Linked DNA regions of Ovis aries: region 2 is linked to region 1. A link is a contact called in public Hi-C data. All regions are on one chromosome and are shown on one strand. Each heading gives the region's core, a stretch centred on a gene start, on an enhancer-like site or on the middle of the called end of the contact. The rest is flanking DNA. Distances are from core to core; before and after follow the strand shown. Region 1 overlaps CRACD (capping protein inhibiting regulator of actin dynamics). Region 2 overlaps CRACD (capping protein inhibiting regulator of actin dynamics).

What was found. Hi-C and Micro-C count contacts between places; a contact is called where the count stands out from the background.
Region 2: a contact with region 1 is called in a Hi-C map of hypothalamus, with 5 times the contacts expected there. The contact joins two enhancer-like sites. A contact is called at or near these places in 3 of 16 Hi-C or Micro-C datasets (hypothalamus, skin fibroblasts and tail adipose tissue).

What each region holds. Positions count from the first base shown.
Region 1 is chr6:72,264,081-72,267,736 of ARS-UI_Ramb_v3.0, reverse strand. All of the region lies in intron 1 of CRACD (capping protein inhibiting regulator of actin dynamics), which reads right to left. Among named protein-coding and RNA genes, the nearest start is that of CRACD, 82 kb to the right of the region's middle. Within about 2 kb of position 1,251, at least 9 of the 54 cell types and tissues checked have an H3K27ac peak or open chromatin away from gene starts, as enhancers often do. A contact at or near this core is called in hypothalamus, where this site is marked.
Region 2 is chr6:72,437,763-72,441,429 of ARS-UI_Ramb_v3.0, reverse strand. All of the region lies in intron 3 of CRACD (capping protein inhibiting regulator of actin dynamics), which reads right to left. Among named protein-coding and RNA genes, the nearest start is that of AASDH, 72 kb to the left of the region's middle. Within about 2 kb of position 1,254, at least 7 of the 54 cell types and tissues checked have an H3K27ac peak or open chromatin away from gene starts, as enhancers often do. A contact at or near this core is called in hypothalamus, where this site is marked.

The DNA.
Region 1 (3,656 bases), core at 2-2,501:
TACGATCCCAGTTATATTTTTAAAAGATGATTCTTATGAATATGTAGAGAATGGATTACGCAGACGGGAAGAGCAGAAGTAGAAACACCAATTAGGGAGTTTATAGGATAGTCCAGAATAATGATTGTTGAGATTAAGAGGGGCTGGAATTGAGACTGGAGAAACAGGATGGATTATTTGGACATGACTGGGGTTTAGTTTCTTTAAAAGGAAAGCATAAGTCTGAACTCAGACTGAAGGGATGAACAGGAGTGGGCAGCAGAGGTGTTGAAAGAGGACAGAGGAAAGAGCAATTCCTGGAGGTGAGGGAGACAGAGTGCATTCAAAAGACTGAAAGAAGGTCAGTTGTTTGGGATCATAACAGTGAGCGGAGAAGCATGGTAAGAGATGAAGCTCTGGAAGCACGAGCAGGGTCAGATGTGGCCATATTAAAGAGCTGGAACTTCATCCTAAAAGCAGTGAGGTCACAAATGGTTCTAAGCAGAGAAGTGACATAATCTTTTCAAGAAACATGTGCACTGAGAAGTGTCTATGAGATTTAGTAACAAGGAGATGGTGACCTGACTAAGCCAGCTTCAAGAGGGTGGGGTGCAAGTCAAGATGGCTGAAAGTCAATTTTGTCTCAGAAAGATAAAAAGACAAGCACTGTGCAATGCAAAAATTAAATAGAATACAAAGTCTTAACTCCAAGCTACCTTGAAGTCCTTAATTCCGATGGATGATAAGATAGATATAGATAGATTAGCTAGACAGACAAATATATAAATAAAATAGATACAGAGAGCTAGAAAAGGGAGGATTGACTGATGCTTTTTTCTTTTCCATTACGGCTTATTATAGGATATTGAATATAGTTCCCTGTACACGACAGTAGGGTCCTTGTTGTTTATCCATTCTATACGTAAGAGTTAGTGTGCATCTGTTAATCCCAAACTCCCAATCCACCCCTCTCTTACCCCCTGCCCCTTGGCAAACACAAGTCTGTTCTCTATGTTTTTGAGTCTGTTTCTTAGATAGCTTCATCTGTGTCATATTTTAGTTTCCACATATACGTAATATCACATGGTATTTGTCTTTCTCTTTCTGACTTACATCACTTAGTATGATAATCTGTAGGTCCATCCACATTGCTGCATAGTGTTCAATAAACACTTGTTAAATTGCTGAATCACTGCCTTCCAGTTTGGACCGTGTAGCCATGCCTAGGCACCAGCATCCACCTGGTGGCAGCAGCCCCACAGTGCAGCAGAGCAGGGAGGAAGTAAACAGTTATGGAGAATTTCTCCGACAAGCCTAAAACATCAGCAACCCAAAGCCAGTGCTCTGTCACAAACTAGAGGGGTGGGATGAGGAGGGAGGTGGGAAGGGGGTTCAAGAGGGAGCGGACATATGTCTACCTATGGCTGATTCATGTTGATGTATGAAAAAAATTACAATATTATAAAGTAATTATCCTCTAATTTAAAATAATTAAAAATAATAATAAAATAAAATAATTTTTTAAAAAATCTATAAAATAACAGTAAACCTACATATGCTCCAAATTTCCCACTTGCTCTCCACCTCTTCCCCCACCTAAATATCTAATAAATCCATACAACAAAAAGCCAGTTCATAAAATGTTTTAATGCTTATCTGTTTTCTCAAAATCAATCAGGTACTTGCCATGAACATCATAAGAAAAAATTTTACAAGTAAAATAATTCAACAGTACTGCTAGAATTTTTTTTAACAGATTCCTAAAATAACTATGCTTGGTATATCTTTTGCTGAAAAATAAATGCTAGTTCAAAAAATTTTATCTCTGAAATACTCTTGACTCAAATAACATTAGTCAATATAGCCAAGTTTATTATTTAGTTTAAAGTATCTTTAGCACTTGTCCAATTATCACAGAATATGGTCTTTGATTTTTTTTAACATAAAAGAGAACATTTTACATGGAAGGTTCAGGAACTTAAGAAATATTTTTACTTAAATCTTATTTGAACTATTGCTTTTATCCATCTACTTCATACAAACAAAAGTTGAAACATCTTCGTCATTGCCTTTCCAGTTTGTTTGCATCTCGCAACAGCAGAAAACAATCCAGTCAACCTTGTCAAGAAGCATTTACGGGGACGGGATGAAAGATCTGCCCAGTAAACAAATTAATTACAATACCAGGCACCGATTCTATGCCACTGAAGAATTCCAGAACCAGCAGTGACTAAGGATTTCTTTTACACACAAGGAGAGAGAAACAGGAAGTCTGCTGTATCGTGATAAAAGCTCTGTGATCAGTGTTCTCAGGGGTCTGCAGGTCATGTTTTGCAGACTATTTTATACTCTATGAAAAGCAGTAAATTAAGTCATTATTATTTTACAGACTCTCAGTCTAGCCTGTTTGAGTTAAAATCATTCCTTGATTTGTCTACAATTTAAGAAGCCTATATTTTTCCAGCATTACACCACACCTGCCTACACACACACAGAGACACACACAGACACACACACAGAGACACACACACATACACACACACCAGAAGATATTGATAAGATGAGACATCATGAGAACCATCTCATTTTGCTCAAATTCTCCTGACTGCCTGTATTCAGTCACTCTTCCACTACAAGAAAACACCAGAGAGAAAGCAGTTAACATTTCCCTCTTCCACCACTGCAATACCAAGGAGCCTGTAATAGAAGTGTCCCTTTGTGCAAACAAAGCCTACAGACAGCTACAATCTGTGCTGCCTTGGAGCCGGCTTTGGCTCTCTGGAGCAAGGCTGAGATGCACTGAGGCTTTCCAGATTGAAGGTCACAAGGGTGTGTTGAATAATAAGGTTTCTGCAGAAATCCTTAAAAACTACATTAATCCTAAAAAACTGCACATGGCTCAGAGACAACTGAGAGATACTAACAGAAGACGCCCAATGAGCAATGAGAGTACTTCATAAAACCAACCAGTCACACCCAGATACCTATCTATCAAGACCCTATGATAGTAGGTGCTATTCAAGAGAGAAAGCGCCTGTTCAGAAGGAGAAACGTTCCATCATCCATTCATTTCCCAAAATACTGTGCTGGCTCCTGCCTCCAAATACATCAACCACTTTTCACATTAAATATTAGGGTGAAGAAAGTAAGAAAAAGGAATTACAGAAAACATAATTTCAGTAAAAAAAGAAAAAAAGAATTCTATTCTTTTGAAATTGGAAAATTCAGGTGCCCAGCTTCTATGGACTCGTGTTCTAAAAGTAAAAATCCACTCCTAGGGTGTCTTCACTCTACAAAGTCATTCTTCTTATTTGAAGTTCTTGTTCTCACTACCTTGCAGAACTTTTTGTGATATAAGTGGGGGCAAACCAGTTGTTCTTCATGAGAATAAAAAACAAAAACCCTTAGACTCTAGTTTGTTTCTGCTACTGTGTAGCCTTTTGGAAGTCACCTAAACCTGCCCACATCCCAAGCTTCCCTGTATATACATAATATGGCAGAGATAGAGCACAAACTAGGATCTTATATAAGGTGTGTTTCATAGAGATAACAGCTTTACAAGGTCAAGAACCCGATAAAATTGCATATAAAAATGTTTGTGTTTGAGCATTTTTCCAGGGCTAGTATCCACTTTCATCAGATTTTCAAAACAGTCTGAGACTTGAAATTGGCAAAGA
Region 2 (3,667 bases), core at 5-2,504, 170 kb before region 1:
TCATCCTGGCAAAAGAAACACAATGCTGTTGCCTTTGAGAATGACAATGAGCATCTCCATAAAGCAGCTGATTTAAAATTCCTCCGGAGAAACCAAATTCAGGCTGCTGGTTAGGGAGCTTGGGAGGAGGGCGAGGGAAGGAGGAGGGGAGGACCCAGGTCATGCAAAAAGTGACAGCCACCATCCAGGGACAGGAAGGCAGCCTCTCTGTCCAGACAAAGGCCTGTCCTCGCAGACACACCCTGCAGTGGTTACAGGCCAGGGCAGGGCTGCAGGGCCAAGGCCATGGTGACTGAGCCCCAGGCTCTCAAGGGCAAGGCTCTTGTACCTGATCTGTGGTTCCCGCTCCAAATCTTTCCCTCAGCTGACTCAGAGGGGACGAGGCTGCTGGATACTTCGTCTGATTTATTGACATCTAAAAGATGACTGTCCAAACCTATCTGCCATCTCAGATGTCAAATGAATTGAATACAGGGATAAATATGGCTTTTTGGTGACTTTTTTTCTGCCCACTACTCAGGCATTGTCCTGGGAAGAACTGTGACACAAGCAGTCACTCAAAACCAGACCGTTAAGATGAGCTTGCCCTTAAGCTTCCAGGGAAATAAACTATTACCACTTCTTCCATCTGTAGACAGATGTATTTTAATAGATATGTATATTTTTACATATCCACGGATTCTTTATATGCACTGAGATAATAACCAGAGGGGAGAGTGGAACCTCTGTGCCTAAACTGAGTCCGTGTTACTTATGGCAATGAATGGAGTTACTGTTAGACTCGAATGTGAGCTAAAGGGGCGATATTTTATTCATTCAAATTTGGCCATTTGGCTGTACAATGGAATGCTGGAGAATGATATTATAGGAATGCACATCTATATTTATGAGGCTCTTTTCCTATGGTGTAGAAATTCCAAGCACATCATATTCTGTAGCTCTCACACTGCCAATTTAGATTTCCCCAGATTTTTCATAGCCATCCTTCATGCTACGACTATAAGAACAAGGCAGAGAGAAAATAAAATTGCTGTCTTCTCGAGCGAACTCCAGATACTCCCACAGTTAAAATGAATTTAAGAGAATGAGCAAAATCAAACACACACAGATTTAAAGACATCTGCTCTGTGCAGAAGTGGTGAAGAGCAGGTATTTATTCTTTGTGTCCTTGACAGCTGCACGAGGTGCTCAAATCCTCAAAGGTAAGACACTGTGGCATTTTAAAGTGAAATCCAGCCTGGCAGGAGACAGCAGCTACTGAAGACAGAGGTTCTTCCTCCTGAGCTAAACAGTCCGTGGACTAATAGACTGAGCCTTTTCTGACAAAGCTCCGGTGTTATTCTAAAAATCACCTGCGGGCTTGGTCCGTGATATTCCTGATTCCTATCATCAGTAGGTGCATACATACTTCACAGCCTGGTTTGCTCTGAAATAAATAGGCACCTCCCTGATATGTGCTCTGGGAACATCAAGGTCACTGTAGTCCAACGCATTGCAGTGCAAAGCTTACAAAGCCACTCCATGCTCTAGCAGATGAACAGTGATTTTCTATAAATGGCAGACTTTAAGAACTGGAGGGGCTCTTCAGATCAGCCATCACACGCATCTTCTTTGTTTTTCAGATGAGGAATATGAGGGTCAGAGAGCTTTAATGATTTGCCCTGAGGCCACAAAGCCAGGTGATGGCAGAGGCCTGTCAGGCATTTTTTTATTTCACTTACTGGCCACAGAACAACTGACTGTTATGTATAGGGTCCTTAAAAAGGATGCTACTGTTATTTCTGTCCTTTATAACTATGTTGTATATTAAAATCAATTCTATGCACATGCATTATCTTTATACTCAGGGAAAAAAAGGTAATTTTTTCTTCTAAAGGTTCAATCGCTTGCTACAGAAATTTTGGCAGGTGGTAGATTCACACTGTTCAGGAAAGAGTAGGCTTATTTATGCTCTATTCAGTCATTCTGTGCTCAGTGGACGGATACTAACCATCACTGGTACAACCTAGGACAGTTCTGGCTGAGATGACTACATGTGGACACTAGGGGGCAACCTTTCCAAATGCAGTCATTACAGGCGCAGCTCTGGTTTCCATGGGCTGGGAAGTTTCTTGAGCCAGAAAAAAAAACAAACACTTTTGTTTTTTGTTTTTTTTAAATGGCATTCCAGTAGAAATCTCATTTCAAAAGAATGTCTTAATAATGGTGGCAAATTAGATTGCTAGGACATTTACTGTCAATAGGTGTTATCCACTACTTCTCTTTTTAAAATAAACATACATACATACATACATACACACACAAAGACAACTCCAGACATAAAAAACATACATGCGCCTGACATAGATAAACACCCTCATTCCATGCTGGAGTCTACGAAGGGGTGGTCTTTTATGCTGCTTACTAAGCATCAATACCAGCATAACGTTTTTATGGAAAAATGCAAAGCATTCATGCAAGTTAATAAGTTAACTACTATTTCTATGACTTACCAGGAACATACTGCTTAGTCGACTGAAAAATAAAGCACAGTCTTTTGGGGGTGATACAGTGATATCTTATGGCACTCTAAAAATCACATTTGCTATGATAAGGGTCCCCATTTCCCTCCTTGAAAAGCAGAAGTCTCTTATTATATTGTTTCAAAACATAGCATTAGAGCTGTAAGGAAGCTTATGCATATCCATGCAGCGGAAGCAAAATTAGGCAGACCTCCTGTGAGTACATGTCATCCAGAGGAGAGCATTCAATTAGACAGCTATTCTGTTTCCCGCACATTTCTCCTCCTGCATTAACAGAACTGTTGCTTCGGAGAAGTTAGTTGTTTGACATTTTATTAATTATGAAATCAGATTCTTTAAACTTAGGCCTTACATCATTAACACAAACAACAGGCATTCACATGTTTCTACTGAGTTTCTACATTTTCAATATTGCAGAATTATCTATTTTTTACAACTCCAAATCCGCTTCATGGAGTGGTGCTGGCATGTGGTGTGGTGTAACACAGGTGCTACCTTTTAAGACAACAGACTATTATCTAATCTTTAAAGAACTCCTTGAAAGCCCTTGTGAAATACAGTTGGTTTGTAGACCGAGACCTGCAGGTCACTCCCCTTAGAAAGGGAATATTATGAGGGTTCATTGCTTCTTAGGAATAATATCCAGGAGCCAGAAACTTCAAGAAGGAAAGGGGGGGGGGTGGTTAAGGTTTTCTTCGGCCATCACTGTCCTTTCCTCTTCTCCAACTGAAGAGAAGCGACTAAGGCTAACTTTCCTTTCTGAGTCCATAAAATCTGTAGCAGTACGGCCAGCAAGAACCAGCAATGGGAGCTAGTCAAGACGTGCTGGAATTTGAAGGAAGTGCCTAGGTTAGTTCTGAGGGCAGGACTATGGCCTTGGGCAGTGAGCTGGTAGGTATAAAGATCTAGGCAAGTCTGGGTGTGGTTCCAGGGTGTTGGCTATTTCCCAGTTGCCATATGCTATATTTAGCTGAGTACATGTGGAATATGTAACCAAACACAGGTCACAAAATACATAGCTTAATATTCAGTAGAAACAAGAATATTTCAAGCAAGTAGAAAACTCTGAGTACCGTGCTTCATCATGTCAATAGCTACTCAAGCCAGCTGTCTCCTTTATTATTTTTTTGCTTGGTTCATTCATT